Linked DNA regions of Mus musculus: regions 2 and 3 are each linked to region 1. The links are chromatin contacts, called in public HiChIP or PLAC-seq and capture Hi-C maps. All regions are on one chromosome and are shown on one strand. The core of a region is the stretch at or near the end of the contact, and the rest is flanking DNA. Distances in the headings are between cores, read along the strand shown. Region 1 overlaps Baz2b (bromodomain adjacent to zinc finger domain, 2B). Region 2 overlaps Tanc1 (tetratricopeptide repeat, ankyrin repeat and coiled-coil containing 1). Region 3 overlaps Ly75 (lymphocyte antigen 75).

The links. HiChIP or PLAC-seq counts read pairs in DNA pulled down with a chosen protein or histone mark. Capture Hi-C pulls out chosen DNA fragments and counts their contacts.
Region 2: a contact with region 1 is called in an H3K27ac HiChIP or PLAC-seq map of embryonic stem cells, with 5 read pairs. The contact joins two enhancer-like sites. A contact is called at or near these places in 1 of 39 promoter capture datasets (cranial neural crest) and 1 of 115 datasets of contacts at active chromatin or transcription factors (embryonic stem cells).
Region 3: a capture Hi-C map of embryonic stem cells shows a contact between it and region 1, with 4 times the contacts expected there. The contact joins two enhancer-like sites. A contact is called at or near these places in 2 of 484 Hi-C or Micro-C datasets (brown adipocytes and embryonic stem cells), 1 of 115 datasets of contacts at active chromatin or transcription factors (double positive thymocytes) and 1 of 9 other capture datasets (embryonic stem cells).

Annotation. Positions count from the first base shown.
Region 1 is chr2:60,049,086-60,053,264 of GRCm38.p6, reverse strand. All of the region lies in intron 2 of Baz2b (bromodomain adjacent to zinc finger domain, 2B), which reads left to right. Among named protein-coding and RNA genes, the nearest start is that of Gm13572, 14 kb to the right of the region's middle. Within about 2 kb of position 2,299, at least 28 of the 459 cell types and tissues checked have an H3K27ac peak or open chromatin away from gene starts, as enhancers often do. A contact at or near this core is called in embryonic stem cells, where this site is marked.
Region 2 is chr2:59,620,277-59,624,455 of GRCm38.p6, reverse strand. All of the region lies in intron 1 of Tanc1 (tetratricopeptide repeat, ankyrin repeat and coiled-coil containing 1), which reads right to left. Among named protein-coding and RNA genes, the nearest start is that of Tanc1, 10 kb to the right of the region's middle. Within about 2 kb of position 1,790, at least 24 of the 459 cell types and tissues checked have an H3K27ac peak or open chromatin away from gene starts, as enhancers often do. A contact at or near this core is called in embryonic stem cells, where this site is marked.
Region 3 is chr2:60,315,250-60,319,428 of GRCm38.p6, reverse strand. Ly75 (lymphocyte antigen 75) reads left to right here. Exons shown (of 35, transcript NM_013825.4): 26 at 956-1,121; 27 at 3,173-3,340. Among named protein-coding and RNA genes, the nearest start is that of Cd302, 33 kb to the right of the region's middle. Within about 2 kb of position 2,133, at least 5 of the 459 cell types and tissues checked have an H3K27ac peak or open chromatin away from gene starts, as enhancers often do. A contact at or near this core is called in embryonic stem cells, where this site is marked.

The sequences.
Region 1 (4,179 bases), core at 1,050-3,549:
TAGATAAATAGTAGTCATTACATTTGAGTACAAATTGAGGTGTTTCATTATGAAGACGCATAAATATGTTTTATTGTCTGTTCTTTAAGGAAGTAGGCTTTTAAGGGAATTTGCATTTCTTGTGGTCAGAAACCCCGAGTTAGTCAGTTGAATTGCAATATTACAAGCACCTAATATAGTTTTAAAGTCTTTGTTTTAGGATAAAAGAATATTATAATTTGAAAGTATGCTAGAAAATCCTAGACCAACATACCGAGTTTACAGATGAAGAGACCAAGACTCAGGCTATCCAGGACCCGTTTTGCCAGTTATTGTTAAGTCTAAAATCAGGGCAAATGGCTGAGGTGCCTGTTAAACACATCAAAGCAGACCAGGCCTCCAGATTCTCCCAGCATCTCCTGAGTTTTACAGGGTATGGCTGGCATGCCCCGCCCCCTTCCTGAGCTCTCTGCTTCCTTTTACCTACCCTTTACCCTCCTGGCCTCTTGGTCTCTGGTTCTCCCCTTTCTCTTCTCCTCACATGGCCTGGTTCAGGGTCATGGCCACTTTGAACTCTCCTAGATGGTTCTGCCTCTGGCTATGATCATCCTTGTTCTACAATAAACCTTCACCACCATACCTAGGAGCAGTCATGCCCTCTGTTCTTATTATTAATTTTTTATTCAATCATGACTTACAGATTGATAGATTTTGGTTTGTTGTATGTATCGTATAAGTTATTTTCGATTTTGTAAATGCTACTTTAAGTAAAATTTAAAATACTAAATAGAAGGCACATACTTCATAATATCTCTATAATAAAAGCAACTGAGAGTCTTATGTATTATTCAGCTTCAGGTATTATTTTTTAATGTTAAAATCGCAGCTTTCATTCTAACGTGATCACTAGAGTGAACAAAAGTTTGTAGTTGTTTTGCATGGCCTATGAAGTGATGAGCACCAGGTTTGTAACCACCTTGGAAATGTCCTGAGCAAGGGAGGGCTCATACAAGTCGCACACCCACAATGGACAGTTCACCCCATGCCTTTCAGCTCTGTAACGCCATGGAGCACTGTGCGCACTCAGCAGTCACTCCACTTGAAAGTTTGAATTTTGAGCTTTTGCTGGGCTAGCAATTGGTGGGAAGATACTCTTGGTGTAGAATGGCCAGAAGTAAGCCACTGGCCTGTCGGCTGTGAAGTCAGAAGGTTAAACAGCAGTGGTCTATGTTACACTGTGTATATTTCCTCTGAGAACATTTCTCCCTTCCACTGTGTTTATCAGGATAGAACTTGATTGCTAATTGAATAGAGTCTATTTTGTATTGTGTTGACTGATGTCAGTTTAGAAATACTGCACTTGATATTAAAATACTTAAAACATTTTGTAGATTGTATTCTGAGATATTTTGAAAAAATTCTTGTACATGTCTGTGAGAATTCATTTTGATTTTTAGTGGAGTTGTAAGTACCTGTGAGAGTATATATTACCATATAGAGAACGGTTCAGTTCAATAACTAATGAGCATTAGAAAGTAATGGAAACACCACACATCTGAAATCTACCATAGCACTTAGCAGTCTCTAGAGTTAGAACAGGGAGTCATGGGTTTCAGTGGAGAAAAAGGCCTTTTGCCTTAGATGGTGCATGCTACAACTTCAGGTCCAGACTGACAAGCCTGACCCAGTGTCTACAGTTAAGGGAGAATTTCTACCATAAGATATACTAAAATCCTGTCTGTGCATTTTATAAAGAGAAGATAAAAAGTCTTATAATTGTTTTGCAGAAGAGAAAATTAGAAAAATTTGAGCTTTGCAAAATCCTGAAAACTTTTTAAAACAGTCATGCGTTTTACATAGAATATAGATATGAAGAATATGAGCAGAATATCCTGAGTGAGGTAACCACCCCTTGTGAATATTCAGTGGCAGTTTCACCTGTTGCTATCATTATACTCAGACAGTTTAAATGATAGTAACTGCATTATTCAACAGCTGATTAGTAAGTAGCTATTTATAGATAGTGGTAAGGTTAAAGAGGAGAGGACTACACAAAGACTCACGTGACTTATTCTGTGGGTAAAAGGCAAGATAAGGTTTAATTTGCTGGGGGACAGTCAGCACTGTGAAGAGAAATAAAGTGAGTTCATGGCTGTGAGTGTGTTGGGGGCTTTCGAGGAGCCTTGTAAGGTTTAACTAAGACCAGGAGAGTTGTATCTGTTTTAAAGCAGTTGGCCTTTTGCTGGGGCAGTCTCTCAGCGAGCTACTAACTTAAGTTCTTGACTTAAGTTCTCACTACCGGATTCAGCTCCTTAGGCCTTCCGTTTCCTTCATCGTCTGCCTAGAAGTCCCGCCCCTGAACCCACATTCTAGTCCAAACCAGTCAGCAGCAACACAACTTTTGATGTCTCTTAGGGTTGGCCTTGGGCACTGAGCTGTTTGACCTTTCCAATGGCAGCTTTCTTCTTATCTTTTACATATAGAAAACCTGAGATGGGTCTGTAGAAATGACAATACCAAAATCCTGCCCCACTTAGCTCTTTTAACAATTGAAAACACAGGGACACACCTTCTTACCAGCCAGGTCTCTCGACTGAAGTTCAGGGGAGTTAAAGAGCACTCTCCTAAGGCTTTTCTAACCAGAAAGTGGTTTAGTTGCAGTCCCAAAGGCGAATATTTGGTGCGTTCCAAGGAGGACCAGCGAACCAGCACAGATGGAGTTCTGTGAGTGTCCAGCAAAGTAAAAAGGGAGTCAGAGAGCTTTTATATTATTTGGGTCTTTTTGTTGTTAAGTTTTTAAGACAACATTTTGCATTGTTGCTTTAGCTGGCCCATAACTCATTTTTGTAGCATAGGCTGGCTTCAAATTCATGATGTCCTCCTGCCTCTTTAATGCTTCATTTACAGGCATGAGCCGTCCTACCTGATTCTTGTTGTCCAACCAGTGTTTTCCAAAGTAATTTTGTTAGAACATTGGTTGTATGGAGCATTAAATAAAGCGAAGTTTCCATGGTTAAGTAAAGCTGGGAGAGTTAAATTAGGCCAGGCACACATTACATTCTGGTAAAGGCAGTTTGGAAAGCTCTGATCAGAATATTCTGAGTTTGAGCCTAGGATTCTGTCTCAAAACCAAGGAGAACTAGAGGGAGGGAGCTAGGAAGGAAGAGAAGAGCTGCGAAGGAAGGGGAAGTGGAAAGCAGCATTGTAGAAGAGGCTTCTTTCATGTAGCAGCTGTCCCTGGGCATCTCTGTGTTTGAGAATTTACAACATGTTTGACCCTTCAAAGGATATCTTATAAATGCATCGTACATGCTGTGGTAGACGCACCCTAGGTGGTACTAGAGACTAACTACAGGTTAGTACTGTATTTCCCAAAACTTGGTCTTGCACAGTGACTTTGCTTTTTCTTGGCAGCTCTTGGAGCCTGTTCTTCTATTTAAACATTCATCTTTTTTTCACGATTCCTTCCTTTTCTTTCTAAATATTTTCCAAGTATATTCTTCTCTATGATATTTAAATCCTGTGTGTGTGTGTGTGTGTGTGTGTGTGTGTGTGTGTGCGCGCGCTCGCGCCAAGGTCTTGTTCTCTAGTCCAGACTGCCTTTGAGATCTTCCTGCCTCAATCTCTCCAGTGCTGAGGCCAGACCTGAGCTCCTACTCTCAAGCTGAAAGCCTAAGTATTCTTGGAGGATGGCATGATGTCTCATTGTGCCTGTGGCAATAAGCTGAGAGCCTGATGCCTCTTGCTGAGCGCTGTTCATCCATCTCTCAGTGTTGCTTTAACTGATAGCACAGAGCTAACTAGGTCACTCTCCTGCCGAAACTCCTGTACTGACTGCTGGCATTGTGGACGCTCATGAAATCTTTCATAAACTGTTCCTTTTATCTGAACTTCTGCCTCAGCTTCCAGTACTCACCACTCCCTACGTTTAGAATCATTTAACTGTTTTAAAGTAGGTGATGCACATGCAGGTTTTTTTTTTTTTTTTTAAGTTCAGTTTTCGAGACAGGGCTTCTCTGTGTAACAGCCTTGGCTGTTCTAGACTTGGCTGTTCTAGACTTGATTTGCAGACTAGGCTGGCCTTGAACAAACAGATCCCCCTCCCTCTGCCTCCTGAGTCCTGAGCCTTGTTTTTTTGAGACAGGGTGTCACTGTGTTTGTTGCTCTGGCCATCTTGGAACTCATGGAAATCTGCCTGCC
Region 2 (4,179 bases), core at 541-3,040, 430 kb after region 1:
AATACTCCATTTGCCTTCTAAGAGATCTGAGCATAAGATCACCTGGGTGTTCAAAAGCTGCAGCATTTGTAAAAGCTTACCTAGTTTGGGGCTGAGAAGACTGCTCAGTGAGTGCCATACAAGCTTGAGGATTAGCCTTCAGAAGCCCAGACCGCACATAAAAGCAGCTAGGCATGGTGGCCTCCTTGCTAAGATGGATACTCTGATCTGGCAGGCTCTAGGTTCAGCAAGGCACCCTAAGTAAAGAAAATAAGTGATGGAGGAAGACACCTTCGGTGTTTAGAATTCCAACAGCCTCCTAGGTTTCCCGGCTTGAACACTTGGGCGAGTCTGTGAAGCTGTCTGTGAAGGACTGGGAGGTGTGGCCTTGGTGAAGGAAGTGTGTGATCAGGGCAGGCTTCAAGGCTTCTAAAGCCCAAGCAATCTTCAGCGTGCTCTCTGCTTCCTGCTGACAGTTAAATGTGAGCTCTCAGCTGTTCTGGCCACCAGGCCTCTGCTCCACCATCACAGCCTCTAATCCTCTGGAACTGTCAGCCCATCTAAACCCTTCCTTTTTCAAGTTGGCTTGACATGGTGTTTTATCACAGCAACGAAAGCAACTAATTCCACACCTAACATCTACACACACACACACACACACACACACACACACACCTGTTATACTTTGCTTGGCCCAGATTTTTTTTTTTAATCTCTAGAACCCTTTCCCCCTGTGGTGCCTAAGTTTTTTGACTCTTAGTTTCTCATGGAACCCACTTGGGAAGCTGCTGTTTACTTAGACAAATCACCCTATGGGAAGGTCATCTTAAGTCACATGCAAATTAAGAACCCCAGACAAGGCAGGGAGAATGTACCGGTGCCCGCCTGGAACCCCGACATTGAGACAACTGAGGCAAGTGAACTGTGAGTTCTAGACTAGCCTGGGCTGCAAAGCTGGTCCCTGTAACAAAAACAAACAAATAAATAAAATCACAATTGCACGTTGGCAATCTAAGAGCTACTGACCGCTTCAGTGTCTCTCGCATCTATAATTACGTTGTCTCTGACATGTTTTAGTTTGTAAATCTCTACAGTACAAAATTCCACGGCAAACTTGGCCTCCACAATGTTCAGTCTTATTCCTACCCATTTTTCTTTTTAATCCACAGACGAACGATTTCAAACTCATCCAGACTGCCTAACAACACTTAACTTTTCAGTTTCATTCTATGTTGAGCTACTTCCAAGGAATAGCAACACCTCTCTAAGGAAGTGATTGAAATTCCCATAGAAATCAAACATCTCCTGGGTACCATTTAAAGCTTGCCCTGATTCTCATCTTTATCCAGCAGTGTCCCACTTAATAACCAAGTACCTGGCCAACTGAACTGTCAGAGCATCACTGGATCACACATCATACCCACTTCCAACTAAATGTTTTACAGCCCCTACCAACTTCTATCTGTACTTTTTCCAAAAAAAAAAAAAAAAAAAAAAAAAAAAAAAACCACATCCCGTTCCACTTAGGATGCCCCCTGAAATGTATGGAAATGTACTCCGTAGGAAACAGAAATGGCTAACAAAGACATCTGAGCTAGAAGTCAACCCCACAAGGAAATGATCAGAGTCGATGCTTCCCCCTGCCTGGGAGGCCATTTACAATGTTCCAGACACTTCCGTATACACTCTGTCATCTGACCTTCAAAACTCTGGAGGAGTCTGTTTTTCATCATAGTAGCAAGAAGCATCTAGCATAGCTCAACTTGAAAGCAGACAGCTTGTCAACCCTCAATTAGCCTTTCCATAGAAGGAATGTCAGCTGAGCAGTGTAGAGGCCACCGTTCCCAACAGGGATGCTCTGGCCAGTATCACAGTAGCATACAGGACAGTCTCCCAGGAATTTGCTTGTCGGTAATTACAGATGGGTAACCATCCACAGGCATTTAGGGTCTTCCTATATATCAGCTATGCATGGTGGCACTTGCCTGCAATCCCATCACTTCAAGTTGGAGACAACGGGATCAGGAGTTCAAGACTAGCTGCAGCTATTGAGTTTGAGCTCGCTCTGGGCTACATGAGACTGTTTTATTGTTTGTTTTAAAATCAGATTAATGAGATAGCTCAGCAGATAAAGGCAAAAGGGGCTTGCTATCAGTCTGACAACCTAAGTTTGATTCTTGGTCCCCCACTCCACCCCTGTAGGAAGGAAGGATGGATGTATATAGTGGTGAATTATATAGCCATAAGAAGGAAAGTATCTCATCATATTTTACCATATGCAAGTGGCCACTGTAGTAAATATATTAAATAAGTTAAAAGTAAGCCAGGCATAGACAAATACCTTTGTGATCTCCATTATTATATGTGGAATGAGGTTGAGGTTGGGCACTCAGGTGGCAGAGATAAGTGGATCTCTCTGAGTTCAAGGACAGCCAGAGGTATATAGTGAGATCCTGTCTCAAAAGCACACCAAAAAAAAAAGCCAGGTAGTGGTGGCACATGCCTTTAATCCAAGGACTCAGGAGTCAAAGGCAGGGGGAAATCTCTTGAGTTCAAAGCCAGACTGATGTACAGAGTTCTAGGACAGCCAGGACTACCCAGAGAAATCATGTCTCAAAAATACAAACAACAACAACAAAAACACCAAACAAACAAAAAGAATGTCAGATTCAGAGGCAAGGTAGTGTAGGTATTGAGTGTGTACATTTTACTGTGGTAATATTATATGTTGTATACATAGGACAGCTAATGATGTAGAGCAAGATACTCAGTCTTTATTTCCAACCCCCCCCCCCACACACACACACACACGCTCACACTCACGTGCACAGACACAGGCATGCACAGATCTGTGGCACATAAGTGACTTGGGTTTTTGTCTTGGAGCCTTCTTAGTTCTATGTGATATATGTACAGTTCGCTGCTTTCTCGAGGTCCCTAAGCTCTGGAAGTGGCAGAGATACCCAGAATACTTGGTGCACATTTAAAAACTGTGGGTTCTGGTGCTGGAAAGAGATGGCCCAGCAATGAGGAGCTCATGTTCCTGCAGAGGACCCGAGTTCGATTCCCAGCACCCACATGGCAGCTCACAATCATCTATAACTCCAGTTCCAGGGGTCCAACACCCTCTTCTGGCCTCCACAGGCTCCAGACATGAAAATGGTGCACATACATACATGAAGGTGAGATACCCATACACAGAAAAATAAATAAATCCTTTTAAAATTGAAAAACTTATTTTCTGCCTGCCTCTTTATTCCAAAGCAGAAGTAAATAATTACCTTTTTTTTAAGTGACTAAGGCAAGGCAAGACCCCTTCCATCCAAAAGCTCACAAACCATCACCAGGGCAACCGGGTGAACAACTTAATTAATTATAAAAAACAAAAGGAGAAAAACATTTTAATAAATGCATAGGCAATGTGTCAGGAAGATTAAGGGAGGAGTGGCTATGATGTGGGAAACAGAGAGGGGCAATCTTCATGAGAAATCCTTGTTTCTTTGAGCTGTGATGTAAGGATGGATGTCATTTTTTAGTTTGGGGGAAAAAAGAGAAGAAGAACGTTACTAAAGGGAAAATTAAACATAAGGGACTAGACTGTAAGGAGACTTGTCAGCTTCAAGTAAAATGGAGGACACCGCCCCCAACTGTCCTCAGACCAGGCACTGCTGCCATGCAAGTAACAAGGGGGAGGGGGAAGCACAGAGACTAGAGGGAGGCTCAGTGGCTAAGAGGACTTACTGCTCTTACAGAGGACCAGGGCACGGCTCCCAGAACCCACATGGCGCTCACAACCACCTGTAACTCAAGTTCCAAAGGATCGGACACCCTCTTCTGGCCTCTGTGGGCTCCTGTACACAAACAGTGCATATGTACACCCAAAAACTCACACATATACATTTTTTAAAAAAAAAGAAAAGTGCTTTGTATAAGTGACTTAAAGGGTACTTTCAAATGTTCTGTGATGACACAGACCTCTCAGTAAAAAAGATTAAACATATAACCCAAACAGAGTATAAACTGTATATAATGTATGCAATAATGAAGAGACTAGTGTGCTGGGTGTGGTGTGCATACCTTTAATCCCAGCATCCAGGAGGCAGAGACAGGAGCATCTCTGACTCCAAAGCCAACCTATCCTGTTCTATAGATGGGAGTTCCAGGACAGCCAGGGCCACACAGAAAAACCCTGGGTGGTGG
Region 3 (4,179 bases), core at 884-3,383, 270 kb before region 1:
TCCTAGTTTGGACCCTCCCTTGGGCCTCAGGAAGGCTTAACCCTTTAATGCAATTGGGCCAGCATTGGTTATTAAGGCCTAGTGCCCTCATAGTACCAGGGGAAAACTTTAGAACTATCCTAGAACTCCTATGTCAACTACATAAAGCCATTCTCAAGACAGGTGGGTGATCTGGTCTTGTCAAGTTCTAAAGGCAAGTGTTTAGAGACTTCTGGACTGATCTATAATACTGAAAAGGAAGCTGCCTCGTCTCAGAGACCAGTGTGAAAACAGTAAGATGCATTGTCTTGAAGAGTTGAGACTAAGGCAATGAGCATTTCTGTAGCTCTGGGTGCCAGCCTGCTCCTGATTCTGCATTTGACACTAGTCTAGTCTTGTGTCTCAGCCTCTTCACAGACAGAGGGCAGGAAAGTTGGAGGGACAGTCTCACAAATCAAATGCTCACAAGAGATTGGACGATGATTGACAACCACACAGGTTCCTTCCTTTCTGTTCTTTCGGGTATGCCATGTTGTCTCCAGAGTCCTCCCTACACAGAGTGGTCCTCACTCCGTTTTAGCCATGTTGTCTCCAGAGTCCTCCCTACACAGAGTGATCCTCGCTCCGTTTTAGCTTTCTGGTTTCCAAAAAACAGTTCTGATGTCTGTGAGCAGCATTAGAGTTAGGGCCACAGAGTCTAGGGTTTAATCACATGAACGGGGTTTCAGCCACACTCACTCAGTCTCAGTGACCTGTGGAAAGGACACGAGGGCCCTCTCAAATGGTTGTCACAAGGATTCAAACATTTAAGACAATGCTTAACACAGTACAAAATGCAACTAATAAACATTTGATCTCATGGGTTAAAGTAATATAGAGAAATAATGCAACTAATAAACATTTGATCTCATGGGTTAAAGTAATATAGAGAAATAATGTCAATGTTGTCTCTGAAATGAATTTCTACACCTCATAGGATGAACTCAACTTTGGTTGGTCAGATGGGAAACGTCTTCAATTTAGTAACTGGGCTGGAAGCAATGAGCAACTTGATGACTGCGTGATATTAGACACAGATGGATTCTGGAAAACAGCTGACTGTGATGATAACCAGCCTGGCGCCATTTGCTACTATCCAGGAAGTATGTGGATTGCAACTGTTTCCATCCCCTTACCCATCCGGAGTAGTAAAACTGTGTCTGTTTGGTTTTGCAAACTCTTATTTTGTATTAGGGGATTATAAGAAAGTCATTATCATAGTGTATCATTATTGCGTGTTTGGGTAGTACACGTGGCTGTGCACCTCGTGCATGCCTAGTGTCCATCAAGCCAGAAGAGGACGTCACAATCCTAGAACTGGAGTCACACGTGTTGTGAGCCACGATATAGGTGCTGGGAATCAAATCAGGTCCTCGGTGAGAGCAGACATCTCTTAACCACAGAGCTACCCCCAGTTCCCACCATAGTCATTTTTTTCCCCAACAGAACTGGTGCAAGGATTTGTATTCATAATTGTTGATTATGGATTGCTTTGTCCTTAGTTCTTACTTTGGAGTTTGTCTTTTGTATACCAGCTGACTATGTTAATTGACATTGATGGACATATACAGTCCCGTTCTGCCTCATGTCACATATAGTTTTACTTTTATATACTTACAAAGCTAACTTATGGAAACTCTTTATTAATTAATTCTGTTTTGTTTTGTTTTGTTTTCGAGACAGGGTTTCTCTGTGTAGCCCTAGCTGTCCTGGAACTCACTTTGTAGAGCAGGGTGGCCTCGAACTCAGAAATCCGCCTGCCTCTGCCTCCCGAGTGCTGGGATTAAAGGCGTGCGCCACTACCACCGCCTGGCCTTAATTAATCCTTAACATCAATGACTAACATCGTGAGCCACTGTTAAAATTCCAGGCATGGTGGCACATACCTTTAAGGACAACACTCAGAGGTGGAGCAGAAGACCAGGCAAAGCTCAGCCAAGCCTGGGCTGCCAGGCAAGCCCCTGTCTCAGAAACAAACAAAGGCTCAGTTGATTATGGGGAGCTGCACTCACTTGAGGCAGCTTCAGTCAGAAGGGAATTTAGAAAACCACCCTGCAAACAAAGATGGAACTCAACCACCCGGAAATGGGCTTCAGACACCCAGCACTAGGGAGCCTCAGGCAAGCAGCTCTCTATGAGCGTGAGGCCAGCCTGGTCTACAAAGGAAATTCCAGGCCAGTCAAGGCTAGATAGCAAGACGCTATCTCAAAACACAAAATAAAACAAACCAAAAAAATCTCCTGACACCAACAAGAAAACAGAAACCCAGAGATGTACCATGTGTGCGCCTGTCCTTTCTGCCTCTCTCTGTGTCTGCACTCTGCCCCTTGTGAACTTTCTGCCCTTTCTGCCCAGTAGCAGAACATGGCTGCTCTGCAACTCTCTCTTCTGCCTATCAATGAGGTGAGTGTATGACATCTGAATCCAACCTTTCAAGCTCCTAGAATCCATTGGCCTCAGCCTGAGAATATGCAATCCCCAGCCCTGTCAGGGGCCCACATTCTTGGGTTTGTGGTAAAAAGAACACACTGTTTCTGAGACAAAGGGGTTTGCTGCTAAATGGGAGGAAAATGCCAGATAGTCTCTAAGACATAATGAATCTGAATTATTTTGACTTTAGCGTATCTATACTTGCATCCTCTTGAATATATTACTTTCATAGAATAAAAAAAATGAGATATTCTAAAGGCCATTTTCTAAATGATATTTCTGTTTAATTTTGTTAAAAGAATAACTATTTCATTGAAGTTATTTCATTAAAATTAGAGAAATCAGTAAGCAGAAATGTGAGAGTGAATCTCACGGTTGCAGTTAGATGCCTATTGTTAATTAATATGTTTATAGAGTCCCTCTGAGGAGGCTCCTGGCACTTGACATTTAATAAAACAGGAAGACAGAAACTCATGTAACCTAAAAACGCCTCTTTTTTTTTCACATTCCTCCACTCCACAGCAGGAGTAAGAAAATTATGTCAGATAATTTCCTCACCACAGAGAGCCAGCATGCTTCATGCTATATTCAAGTGTAAACAGAACAAGGCTGTCACTTCCTCACTTCCTTCATATTTCCCACAAATCAAGTCTAATGACTGTGAACAGGATTTAACATTTACATCCGAAATTAGAGTTCTTACCATTAACTTTTCTTCCCCCAGATGAGACTGAGGAGGAGGTCAGAGCACTGGACACTGCTAAATGCCCGTCTCCTGTACAGAGCACCCCATGGATACCATTCCAGAACTCCTGCTACAATTTCATGATTACCAACAACAGGCATAAGACAGTCACACCGGAGGAAGTGCAGTCCACGTGCGAGAAGCTGCGTAAGTAATGTCCCACTGCCATCGTGTATCGGGACGATACACTCATCACCTGGTATGAAGATCCATCCCCAGGGTAGCACTGGTGATGACCTCTCCTAGTTCTCACAGTAGAGAACAGAGAAGTGGTCCCAAAGCAGCCTAGACTGACCGAAGACGAACAGGTCACCCCGTGTGGCAGGAAACTCAGTTACACCACTAATTGGAGCCAAGGTCAAAGAGATGGACCTTGGTCTCAGACCTGGAGCGATTCCCAGTAAAACCCTGAGGGTCTGTAACTTGTGAATAATGGGACAGAAGGGACCAGGAGCTATGTGCAGAGGTCCTATGAGAAGCATTATGTCATTATCCTCCAAAATGTGCTGTGCCTTAGGAAACACTTGTTTCCTTATTTAAAAGAAGAAGAAAAAAAAAAAAAGATAGGGTAAGGTTTGAGAGACACTAACCTGTGTATCCTCTGTATCAAAGTACATTGAGAGAAATTTAAAAAATGCTGGCATAACATTTGAGCTCACAGAGACTGAGGTGGCAGACACAGGGCCTGATGGCGTCCTAGAGCCAAAAGGAAAAGCAGATACACACTCCCATCCCTAACGCAGGAGCTATCTAATTGATAACCACTTACAGATGAAAACTTAGATTTCTCCAAGGGAGTCTCACTGGGGAAACCAGCTAACTCTTAAAGGCAGACTGCAGGTCCAGCAGTAGATGCCAACAGAAAATGAACCAACAGGATCTTTGGAGCATCCTTGTCACTTAATGTCATGCAGGGCTTTTTCCTTTAACTGTTTTTTTTAATTATTGTTTATTTATTTTTATTTTTACCGTTTACTGTCTTTTGT